Regions from separate parts of the Oryctolagus cuniculus genome. Here region 2 is linked to region 1. A link is a contact called in public Hi-C data. All regions are on one chromosome and are shown on one strand. Each heading gives the region's core, a stretch centred on a gene start, on an enhancer-like site or on the middle of the called end of the contact. The rest is flanking DNA. Distances are from core to core; before and after follow the strand shown. Region 1 holds the start of OLFML3 (olfactomedin like 3). Region 2 overlaps PTPN22 (protein tyrosine phosphatase non-receptor type 22).

What was found. A called contact is a pair of places that touch in the nucleus more often than the background predicts.
Region 2: a contact with region 1 is called in a Hi-C map of embryonic fibroblasts, with 2.8 times the contacts expected there. The contact joins the enhancer-like site here to the promoter of OLFML3 in region 1. A contact is called at or near these places in 3 of 6 Hi-C or Micro-C datasets (ear pinna, embryonic fibroblasts and skin fibroblasts).

What each region holds. Positions count from the first base shown.
Region 1 is chr7:56,370,231-56,376,270 of mOryCun1.1, reverse strand. It overlaps OLFML3 (olfactomedin like 3), which reads left to right and starts at 1,513. Exons shown (of 3, transcript XM_002715753.5): 1 at 1,513-2,047; 2 at 2,757-3,042; 3 at 3,690-4,948. The coding sequence starts at 1,724. The coding sequence ends at 4,507. HIPK1 (homeodomain interacting protein kinase 1) reads left to right here. Exons shown (of 16, transcript XM_051856145.2): 16 at 1-260.
Region 2 is chr7:56,519,646-56,525,623 of mOryCun1.1, reverse strand. PTPN22 (protein tyrosine phosphatase non-receptor type 22) reads right to left here. Exons shown (of 21, transcript XM_008264644.4): 2 at 5,184-5,292; 3 at 4,814-4,890; 4 at 4,596-4,691; 5 at 4,107-4,145; 6 at 2,534-2,605; 7 at 2,383-2,442; 8 at 1,280-1,422; 9 at 868-934; 10 at 19-96. Among named protein-coding and RNA genes, the nearest start is that of PTPN22, 13 kb to the right of the region's middle. Within about 2 kb of position 2,578, at least 2 of the 8 cell types and tissues checked have an H3K27ac peak or open chromatin away from gene starts, as enhancers often do.

The DNA.
Region 1 (6,040 bases), core at 264-2,763:
TTCTGAGAATTACTGAGCTATGTTTGTAACGCAGACGTACTTAGGGAGTATGTAAAATAATCATTTTAACAGAAGAAATAGATATTTAAAATTTAATACTAACTACGGGAAAAGGGTCCATTGTGTAAAACATAGTTTATCTTTGGATTCAATGTTTGTCTTTGGTTTTACAAAGTAGCTTGTATTTTCAGTATTTTCTACATAATATGGTAAAATGTAGAGCAATTGCAATGCATCAATAAAATGGGTAAATTTTCTGATTCACGTGACTATTTTTGACTTCTGTTGTGGGGTACATGGTGGATCAACATATGATGTCTTTTTGGAGCAACCAAACACAATTGCATTCTTTATACAGAGTTCCATAATGGGAACGAATAGGATTTCATAGGAAATGTGCCGGACCATCTGAATCTGACCCTTTGAAAGAGATAGAAGGATTCTGAGACAGGCTAATTAAACTTTGCTTCCTGACATTTTTCACCAAACATTTAAGGCAGCAGTGTGTCGGGTGGGCCAGTGGTGCAGTGGCTAATGTGTCGGACTATGCATTATTGAGTGAATCCCCACAGGAAGAGTCCCCCACCCAAAGCTGCGTTGGTAGAAGCATGGTCCTTTTCAGTAAAGGACCACCTCTGATCAGACTTATTTTGATTCTAAATTGGGTAAAACTTCTGATAAAGAGGGATTTACCTAGATTAATTACTGCAAGTCTCTGAATAAATGCTGTATTTGGTATCTTTGACACATTTTTGGGCCAAGTTTTCCTTACTGTGGCTGTTAATTCATTTTGTGGTCCTGCAGCCTTAGTTGGGATACAAAATTGAGAAGCACTTAGATATACCCTTTGGACCACAGCCGAGAGAAATGATCAGTAGTCTGTTTTATTCCAGTAGTAGGGAGGTGAGGATTCATTGACTGTGAGTTAGACTGCAGTACACATATTTTTCAGATGTTTTCCCCTGTTAATAAATTAATGTAAATTGGTGTGAATGCTTCTCAGTGTGGTAAGAGAATATCCCTGAATGTCTTCAGGCAAAAAGCCGACAGACAAAAAACATGTAACATGGCTGTGCTGTCATTCTTACATTCAGAAAATCAAGTTAGTTTACTGATTTTTTAGTGACCTGATAACCTTGTTTTGTTTTGTTTTTATCTGCTGTATTCTCTTCCTGGGGCTGAATCAGAGAGAGAGAGAGAGTCAGACACTGGCATGGACCTCTAAGTAACTGAGTGGTCTGTGGGGAAATCTGCATTTTAATGATGAAAGCCATTATACTTCAGTCTCCTTGGCTGGCTTTGTGGAAAATTTTCCACATGGGGTGGAGTCCAAGCCTTGATGCTGTTAATCGTGAGAGAGAACACCAGGTGCTTGGCACAAGATGGCGCCAGTGAGCTACAGAAAAAGTTAAACTTGACCACTTTGGCTCTTCACCTCCTCCCCTCAAACTTCATCCCCCGCCCCATCCCCACTTCCAGCTTACACTGAAGGAGGCAGAAAACAGTCCATTTTGTTCCTGTGAGAGAGGGAGTGCTGTCAGCTTCTGAAACTGAGGGGAGAGTTTGCTGTTTCCTCCGGGGTCCCTGCCTCCTGCAGCCAGCTCTTTCCTCTGGGTGACTGCCCAGAGGCCGCCTGCCCCCCCTTCTCCGCCCTCTCCCCCCTCTCCCTCTTGGGGCGCCTACAGCCTGTGCGGGAGGTGGTTAGGCTCCTGGCTGCTGTGCAATGGGCCATCTGTGTTTAATCAATCAAGGCGGAAAAGGAGGGGGTGGGGATTGTGAAGAAACTGGGAAAGCATTCCAGAGTAGTGAGAGAGACCCGGAGATCAGAAGGAAGGCACCGCCCCCCACCCCGCCTCCAAAGCCAGCCCGCAGGCTTGAGGGGAAGAGGCCGAGTGCACACTTCTTCCACTCTCGACCCACTCTTCACGCTGCCATGGGGCCCAGCATTCCTCTCCTCTTCTTCTTCCTTTTGTCATGGTCAGGACCCCTTCGAGGACAGCAGCACCACCTTGTGGAGTACATGGAACGCCGGCTAGCTGCCTTAGAGGTGAGGGACTCCTTTCTCTTCTAGCCTAGCCTGGAAGGATTCTACATCTTTGATTGGTTCAACAGACCAATTTGTTAGGCATCTGGGGGTGACAGGATAGGATGCTGCAAGAACCTACAGAAGATTTTGTCTTTTGATGAGAGAATCCTCCAACTACAAGCCCTCCTCTCTCCCCACACAGAGGATTCCAAAGCAAACAGACCTTTGTGCTTTACCCACGGAATTAGATGGGGTAAGGGAGCAGAGTGGAAATGAGAGCCAGGACGGTGGGGATGCAACCGGAGGAGCTGATGATTCTGCTGAGTTGAGGTTCCCGAGGAATCTGCAGCTTCCTGCCTTTTTAAGCCAGTGTGCTATCTGCAGCATCCTAATCCCTGTGAAGTGAACTGCACGGTGGAGGAGGGAGCCCTTGCCGCCTTCATGCACCGAGGCTTCCCTTGAACCTCAGAGGGCACAGTGGCCCTGCTCACAGGGTACACAGGGTGGAGGCACGGAGTAGGGGTAGGGTAGGGGCCGAGGTGAAGCTGAGCTGGGCTGTTGCACACTTAGCACCTCTGGACATCTGGTTTTCTTTTCTGTGGGGGCGGAATGGGCTATTAAAGCCTGGCTGAGTTTGTTCTTTTTCGCATTCCTGACTCCCTGGTTGGGCCTCCCCCTGCCTGGGACTTGTAACCCTGCAGCCCTCTCTCCTGATTCCCCATCCCTTCAGGAGCGCCTGGCCCAGTGCCAGGACCAGAGCAGTCGGCATGCTGCCGAGCTGCGGGACTTCAAGAACAAGATGCTGCCGCTGCTGGAGGTGGCAGAGAAGGAGCGGGAGGCGCTCAGAACCGAGGCTGACACCATCTCCGGCAGAGTGGACCGTCTGGAGCGGGAGGTTGACTATCTGGAGACCCAGAACCCAGCTCTGCCCTGTGTGGAGTTTGATGAGAAGGTGACTGGAGGCCCTGGGACGAAAGGCAAGGGCAGAAGAAACGAGAAGTACGATATGGTAACAGGTAAGTGGTCTCAAAGCAGGCCCCTCACGCTCTCAGTAGCCGTTCTTTCGTTCTTTTTTAAGATTTATTTATTTACTTGAAAGGCAGAGAGAGAAAGAGGTCTTCCATCCATTGGTTCACTCCCCAAGTGGCTGCAACGGCCAGAGCTGGGCTGATCCGAAGCCAGGAGTTTCATCCAGGTCTCCTACGCGAGTGCAGGGACCCAAGGACTTGGGCCACCTTCCACTGCTTTTCCAGGCCACTGCAGAGAGCTGGATCACAAGTGGGGCAGCCGGGACTCGAACTGGCGCCCACGTGGGATGCCGGCACTGCAGGCAGTGGCTTTACCTGCTATGCCACAGCACTGGCCCCCTCAGTAGCCTTTCTTCCTTGTTTCTCTTTCCTCTTTGTCCTTGTCCACTGTGACTCCAGCTTCTAGAGTGTGTGTTCGGGTGATCTCTGTAATGACAGGTCCATGAAGGAGAGCTGCTGGGGACCCAGACCTCTGAGGTACCCTCCATTCCCCAGTCCTCCACAAGAGTGGGGACATCTACCGGGCAAACGACCACTGTTCTCCCCATATCCCGCCTCGCGGGGGGTTCCTGCTGTAGGCATACAACTCTCGCCTCTTATTTCCTTTTCTTGTGCTTTTCTCCTTCCCCCACCAGACTGTGGCTACACAATCTCTCAGGTGAGGTCAATGAAGATCCTGAAGCGGTTCGGTGGCCCAGCTGGTCTGTGGACCAAGGATCCAATGGGCCCAGCGGAGAAGATCTACGTGTTAGATGGGACACTGAATGACACAGCCTTTGTCTTCCCGAGGCTGCGGGACTTCACCCTTGCTATGGCTGCCCGGAAAGCTTCCCGAGTCCGGGTGCCCTTCCCCTGGGTGGGCACCGGGCAGCTGGTGTATGGTGGCTTTCTGTATTATGCCCGGAGGCCTCCCGGAGGGCCTGGAGGTGGTGGGGAGTTGACCACTTTGCAGCTCATCAAATTCCACCTGGCCAACCGAACAGTGGTGGACAGCTCAGTGTTCCCAGCAGAGGGGCTGATCCCTCCGTATGGGCTGACAGCAGACACCTACATCGACCTGGCAGCCGATGAGGAGGGCCTGTGGGCTGTCTATGCCACCCGGGAGGATGACAGACACTTGTGTCTGGCTAAGTTAGACCCACAGACACTAGACACAGAGCAGCAGTGGGACACGCCGTGTCCCAGGGAGAATGCTGAGGCTGCCTTTGTCATCTGTGGGACCCTCTACGTCGTCTATAACACGCGCCCTGCCAGTCGGGCCCGCATCCAGTGCTCCTTTGATGCCAGTGGCACCCTGACCCCTGAACGGGCAGCACTGTCTTACTTTCCCCGCCGATACGGTGCACATGCCAGCCTCCGCTATAACCCCCGGGAGCGCCAGCTCTATGCCTGGGATGATGGCTACCAGATTGTTTATAAGCTGGAGATGAGGAGGAAAGAGGAAGAAGTTTGAGGAGCTGGCCTTGTTTTTGGAGTCCCTCTCACCCCCATACATTTCTATCCCTGCTGGATTTCCTGCTCCTTGTTCTCCAGAGGTCAGCAGGTCGTGCCTCAATGTCCCCTATTTTTTAGCCAATGGCATCCAGGTTCTCATAGCCCCATTGTTTCAGATGGAACTCCAGATGCCAAGGCATCTTTTTAGAGCTAAAAATGTCAAAACTCTGAATGTTCACTGCTGCTCTCCCACCCCATGTCAAAGGATCTCAGGCTCCAGTCAGCCTAGAACCAGAGCGCTGCAACCCCAGGGACTGGGCAACGGTGTGTGTGTTCTTGCCCTGTGTGCGACTTCTGGGAGAGCAGTCGAAGAAAGACCCAACACTGCCCTCCCTCTCACCCCCTTCTCCACCTCACTTTGTATTGCAACATTTTGCATTAAAAAGAAAATCCACTCCTCCTTTCCTGTGTGTGTTTGGGGTAGCCCTCCTATCAAATGCCTCCCCATGACCACTCACTGTAGTCTTCCTCCCATCCCATCCCCACTCTCCCCGTCACTTTAGGGACTTGGCTGGGCTCCCTTTGCCAAGGGAGAGGGAGCTTCTCGAGTTACAGGTTTTACTGAGAGGCGCTTGGGGAAGCTGCTGAATCCCGCCCCTTCAGGGGGCTGGGGGAGCAGCCTTCCAAGAGCAGCCATCCCAGAACTACCAATGGCACTGGGGGTGGGGGTGGGGCAGGGCTTCCAGCTCCAGTTCGCAGAGGATTCTGTGTTGAAGGCTTGGGTGGAAACCAGCGCCTGGAATGCCTGTGTTTTTGGTGAGAACTCGAAGTCTCCTCAGTGGACTGTGCCCCCCCACCCCACTCCCACCTCTGTCCAGCCTTGGGCTCTTCCCCAGGGCCAGGTTGCACAATCCCTCTTGGTCTGAACCGCTCCGATTTTCCTGCTGCCACAGTGTCTGCGGTTTGGGCAGGGAGGAGGGGCAGTGACCGTGGCCCAGATGTTGTTGGGACCAGTTCCCCCAACGCCTCCCGCTTGCATTTCCTCCACTCTCCACACCCCTATGCCTGCTGCAGGCCTGGAACCTGGCGGAAGTCTAACCAGGGCTCCTGGAAACTTAACCCTTCTTGGCTGAAGCTGCCTGGCCTCTGGTGTGTGGTTGCAGCTGGCGGACAGCAGGAGGCAATCTCCAGCTTTTGGACTCTGGTCTAGGATTTTGCAGCTCTCTGCAACAGGCCCCACCTCCCCGGCCTCATCCGGGTGTGCAGCACTCAGGGGCAAGAATGGCGCACGGACAGGAGCCCCTGTTTCATGGGGAGTTTAGCTCAGGCACCCTGGGAAGCTCTTGGTTATTTATCATGCAGAGGAGAAGGGGAAGGAAGAGTCTTGTCCTCCCCTCAACTGCAGCCCTGCAAGCTACAGCCTCCTCCCCAGCCCAGGGTGGGGAACTCAGTGAGAGCCCCCTATCCTCCTTTGTCTTTTCTTCTCTCCTCAGGCGGAGCTGAGGAGGCAGGGGAACAGAAAGGCGATGCGGCACCACACAAAGGCGCTATT
Region 2 (5,978 bases), core at 1,329-3,828, 150 kb before region 1:
CACTCACCACGTCCATACCTGAGTTTGAACTAGTGATGGTCTCTGGGTTCTCATTTCCTGGATCAAACTAAAAACACTGAAGTTATCAGGAATTATCTATCAAACAAAAGGGAAACATATTCACTCTGATGTTTTATTCATAAAGTATTACCACTTTCTTATAATGTTGTACTTCCATGACATCCGTTCTCCTAACATGGGATCTAGCAGAAAAGGAATGCATTTATAAAGCTAGTGATGATTCTCATCACATGCACTATGATTTAGAGCCTTGGGTTTTCCCCAGAAAAGATTGAAGAAACTCTTCAGGATTATTTCCCATGGGGTGATCAAACATCTGAAAGTGAATATACACTGAGGGACAAGGCTCAGTGGAGACCAAGTGTGAGAGTGTCCTGAAATAAAGGGAGTTGGCAGGCAGGTGTAGAGTCCACATTTTAAACTTCCCATTTCTTAGTCGGCACTAAAAAGTGGTTTATAGATTGAAACACAAAATTTTATTGTGAAAAAAATGAGTGCATCTGCTGCAGCAGTTTGGCTAACCTAAGGAAGGGCAGGTGTCATTGTAGGCAGTGGTTCTCAAACCCGGTGCCCATCAGCGCACCTCCAGCCCCCGCCCTCGGAGCTGGGGTTCAGTCCATTACAATAATTCGCTTTCCTAACAAGTTCTCAGGTGATGCTGATGCTACTTGTGTGGAGACTGCACCAACAATTTAGGAACTAATGAATCACCTGGCAGAGTGGGTCTCCGAGTGCATTTTCTAGAAAAGATGAATCATGAAGATAGATGTTTTGAAAAACCGAGCAATTCTGAAGTCTGAAAGCCCAAAGTAAGCAAACAGGAAAGGCGTGTTGAGAGAAACTCACCCCATCTTTTAGCAACATCCACGTATAATCAATGGCACAGATCACACCAGTCCTTCCACAGCCAGCACTGAAACGAAAGAGCACAGTGGCATGTGTACTTGCAGAGAGGGGGCCACGGATGGGAGCTGGAAAATTTCAGCAGCAGATCTGGAGAGGAAGCAGCCTGGTGGCACTGTGTTTCAAGCCCTACCACTTCCCAGAGCAAGTCTGTTCTTGTGACACTGAACCTCAGGACAGGGCCTTGCCAACCTCTTACGGCAGGGGTCGCTAAAGCTGCACTGCCTGCACGTAATTCACCAGAGTTTATTACAGCTGGTTTCTGCTGTTGACATTTCCGTTACAGTTGCAGAGTCCAGACCAGACTCTGATGTTTGGTTTATCCTCGGCAGGAGAGGAACACACAGCATCATACCTGCAGTGAATGCAGATGGGAACACTGTCGCCCTCTTGGTAGCAACGCACGTCCCAGATGAGTTCCAGGATAGGGTCTATAGACGAAGGCACATCATGGTCTGGCCAGTTCTTGTAATGAAACTGGTAGATTGTTCGGGTTTCCTATAATAAATAGCCAGAACAAAAGGAGAGTTCAAGCTTAGGACTCCACCTCATTCTACAAAAGATCAGTCTGGCTTATTAGATTGCATCTGAATCTTTTTTTCCAATTTATTTTGCTTTCTTCTCTATGGATCTCAGATAACCAAATGCTTTTTGACAACAATTAAAAGCAATTTGGGGCCAGCATCATGGTTGTAGTGGTTAAAGTCATTGCCTGCTAAGGCCAGCATCCAGTATATGAACTGGGTTGAGTCCTGGCTGCTCCACTTCCCATCCAGCTTCCTGCTAATGCACCTGGGAAAACCACAGAAAATGGCCCAAGTGCTTGGGCCTCTGCCACCCACGTGGGAGACCCAGAAGAAGCTCCTGGATTTGGTCTGTCCCAGCCATGACTGTTGCAACCATCTGGGGAATGAACCAATGGCTGGAAGGTCTTTTTCTCTCTCTCTGTCTCTCTTCCACTCTCTCTGCAACTCTCTTTTTCAAATAAATTAAATAAATTTTTTGATTAAAGGCAATTTAAGGTCACTCACTATTGGCTTGTCCCCATCTGTCCCACTCACAAGAGGAAGTTAGCTATGAACACAGCCCAAATGAAGTCTCCCCAGATGGGGTGCCTCAAATGAATCACAGGCACGCTGCTATATTAAATCCCTGCCTTGGGAGAGGATGGGGAGGGGGGGCTCAGGGCAGTCTGAGCTCACAGATTGATTCCCAGTCCCTACTCACTGCCCAACCTCTGTTCACCCTACAGATATTATTTTAAATGTGTGTCATGGTGTGGAATAGATTTGGGAGCACAGATCACACCAAAGGTCTCTTCAGAATACGAAGAGTGACTCAGGACATCCAAGGCCCCAGCACTGTCCAGAGCCCTACGTCTCGCCTGAGTCACACACACGGATCTACCTGCCTGCTCTCCGAAGGCTTTTGAGTTCATCTCTCCCATTCTATACTTACCCCGTTGAACTTGGCTTTCAGAGTCCTGATTATATAATGAGATTTCCTTCTTTCAGCTTCCTAAGCAGAAGAAGATTACAATATCAGTCAAGCTCTCTGTCCAGGAGCTCCCGGAGCCTTGGCTGGGCCACGGTGTGCCGATGGTACTTACACAGGACACCGAGAAGGGGCCGACCAGCAGCTGCGTCTCGCCTGGCTCAGCCCAGTAGCGCTCGCACTTTCTCTGTTGCACAAAGCAGAACGCAGTTACGGCCCTGTTTCCCTCCATACACTGCAGTCTCTTTTCAGAAATAAATCCCACTTGCTTCCTCACAAGCAGATTCAGGTCCTTCACCTCAGCTCAGGGTTTTGTAATCCCATGGGCTTCCACCCCAGCACCACGGCCTGGGAGCTCCAAGCACGGGAAAGCAAAAGTAACGGATATAGAAATTACAGACTTCCTACAAGTCTAAAAACGTGGAATTCGAGATCTTTGGCTTACTTTCAATATTTCAGCAGGACTAATGGAAATCAAATGTCTACTAAAACAGTGGCCCGAGTTAAGTGAAATACCAAGTTTCCTTGATTTGTTGATTTAAATTGTCAACTCAGAATAGCAACAAGCAAGTCAGAACAGTGATGTCCAGTAAAAATACAATGTGAGCCACACACGCAATTTTAAATTTTCCAAGCCACATTCAAAAATGAAAACAGTGAAATTAACTTTAATAGAATATCTTAGCTTAATATACAGATCTTAAAAAATTTCAACGTGTAATTGACATCAACCACATATTACATATTTTACCATTTTTAAAATTAAATCTCTAAAACCTAGTGCTTTATGTTTACAGCTCATCTCAGAATGCTAAAATTTTCATTGGAAATACTTTCATTTCCATTTAGATTTCATAAAATTCATAGCTCAAATATTTCACATAGTGGCTGGCATTGTGGGGTGCTGGGTTAAGCCACTGCCTGCAATGCAGGCATCCCGTATCAGAGCTCCAGTTTGAGTCCTGGCTGCTCTGCTTCCAATCCAGCTTCCAGCTAATGTGCCTGGGAAGGCAGTGGAATGTGGTTCAAGGACTCAGGCTTCTGCCACCCTTTGGAGATTCGATTGGAATTCTACTCTTGCCTTTAGCCTGCACACCAGCCCCAGCTTTGTGGCCATTTGGAGAGTGAACCAGCTGATGGAAGATCTTTCTCTCTTCCGTTTCCCATTTCTCTCTCTCTCTCTCTCTCTCTCTCTCTCTCTCTCTCTTTCTTGGTAACTCTGCTTTTCAAATAAACAAATCTTAAAGAGAAAAGTTTCACATACTCCAGTTGTTTCAAACATACTTAAAGTTTTCCAATAACTGAATTGATGATCAACTTTTAAATCAGTTGAGATTATAGTAAAGTAACTGAGTTCCTTGGTCACTCTGTCAGTCTCTTCAGTACTTAAGAGCTAAAGGCAGCTAGTGGATGGCATGCTGGCCAGCTCAGGATCTGAAGCTCTCACAGAAAGTTAAAAGATATCTGATCAATAGAAATGGGAAAGTGAATGGTCATTTTTTAAAAGCAGGACACACTGAGAAAATAGATAATAAGAATTCTTCGTCATGTGGAATTCCCTAACTGAAAGCTAGGAGATGGCCATTTTTACCCAACCTCACTGAAGGAGAGAATTCCTGCTGCTGGTTGCCCTGTCTCTTTCTTCTCCCCTTCACCTGTAGATCAGCGGGTACTAGAAAGCAACTCACCTTTCCCATCTCAAACTCCATACACGCCATGACAATAATCTGGGGGATGAAACAGACAGAAACGTCAACACCTATCAGGTCAGAAGAGCAGCTAGGAAATAGGTTCCGGGGTCAGAAAGGGTTAATCATCCTTCTTCTATTTGGATTTGCTTTTCAACCAAAAAAGAAATCCTGATAAGTGGTAGAGCGTTGCTCTTACTCTTCTTCTTTCTGAACTCACTTCCCCTTTCTCTATTCAAATCAGTACATTCTTGTCACCCAATGAGGCAGGCAACGTGTGAACTTTCATTTCCTTGAACAATAATGACATTGTAATTTTGACTAAAAGATGCCTGAAACCTGTAGCTCCAGTAGTCGATTGTAAAAAAATAAAATAAAAAAAAAATAAAAGCACCGGTTTTAATAGACAGGAAACCCCCATCACACCTGCTGACAGCTTCCCTCCTTGAGAACTCGAAAACAAAGTAGTAAGCGCCACTCTGCACTCACCAGCACGCTGTGTTCCCAAACCATCCTCCAGAAGTCCAGCAGGGTTGTAGGCAAGGGACCCTGGGTGGCAATGTAAGCCTTGGGTCCATAAACCCCCTACACAGGAAGGGAAATCACAGGAGATGCAATAAACCATAGCCTTCCCACAGGTCTTCTCCCAGTCACCTTTCCAAGCACCTACAGAGATACGGAAGGCTTTCTGTTTCCCTCCAGTGTACCTTAATGAAGCTGGCATTGATGTAGCTGGAATCCTCATCAGAGGTTATCAGGGATAGCTCGACTAGGCTATGATCATCTATAACACAAAAGAAACACGCGGTGTGATTTAGAGGGCTTGGTCAGGGCCCAACGGTGTGAACAGTGGGTGCCTCTGTTTGAAGACTGAGTGAGTGAGTGAGTGAGTGGATGGATGGATGGGTGAATACTCCTGCAGTCATAAGTAGCGCAAACGAATTTGCTCATGCTTAATCTTGCAGACCAGAGAATCAGTCTGTTCCGAGACTGGGAACAGCGAATGATAGGCAGAGAGAGCTAGGAATGATTGAATTTGGGAAAGGGGACAAGTTTATTAGGAGAAATGGAACTTACAGGGCAAAATATCCTTATATCTGTTTTTCTTGAGATTCGCGGGCCTCTCAGCCACAGTTGTGGGGAAGGTTTTGTCTGTCTTATGCTTGGTGGATTGCCTTTTCAGCTTCTGTAATAAAATTTCAAGAATAATCACTTTTAGAAAAAGGAGGTAAGAAGCTCTCCCTCAAGGGCTCTCCTGCTTCACGGCCGAACACTGCATGTCAATCCTGGGAGCCTTCGCGGGGGCTGCCGCTGTTCGGGGCGAAGCCCTAGAGCACATGGACGTTTGGAGAAGTGAAAAGATTCCACTGCCGCTGAGCCGCGGACAGCTGAAACTCAGAGGTGAAACAGACATATTTTAAAGACCAGAAGTCTTCTGTGAGCAAGCTATATACTCCACCCAATGGAAAAATATTAAAAGTTTGGTTCACTTCCTTTACAGCTGCTACTTAGTTCAATGGTCAGCGGTGAGTTATTCGGTTCCATTAAGTTTTTTGTTTGCTTTTGTTTTTTACTTTAGATGACTGTTTGCACCCCGACTCCCCAAGCAGATATGAGCGTAAGCTGAATAAAATCTTTCTATATCTAAAAAAGAAAAAAAAAGAAAGAAAAAGAAAAAAAAAACAAAAAAGAAGAAAAAAAGAAAAAATGAAAAGAAAAAAACAAAAAAGATAAAAAAACTAAAAACAACAACAACAACAAAACTTTCTGTATCTAGTAAATTTTCAAAGATTTCAGTTCCAAAGGGAGTCATTTTTTAAATGTAACCCAAACTTTAAGCCTGCTCCTAAATCTTTAAACAACATCGCACTC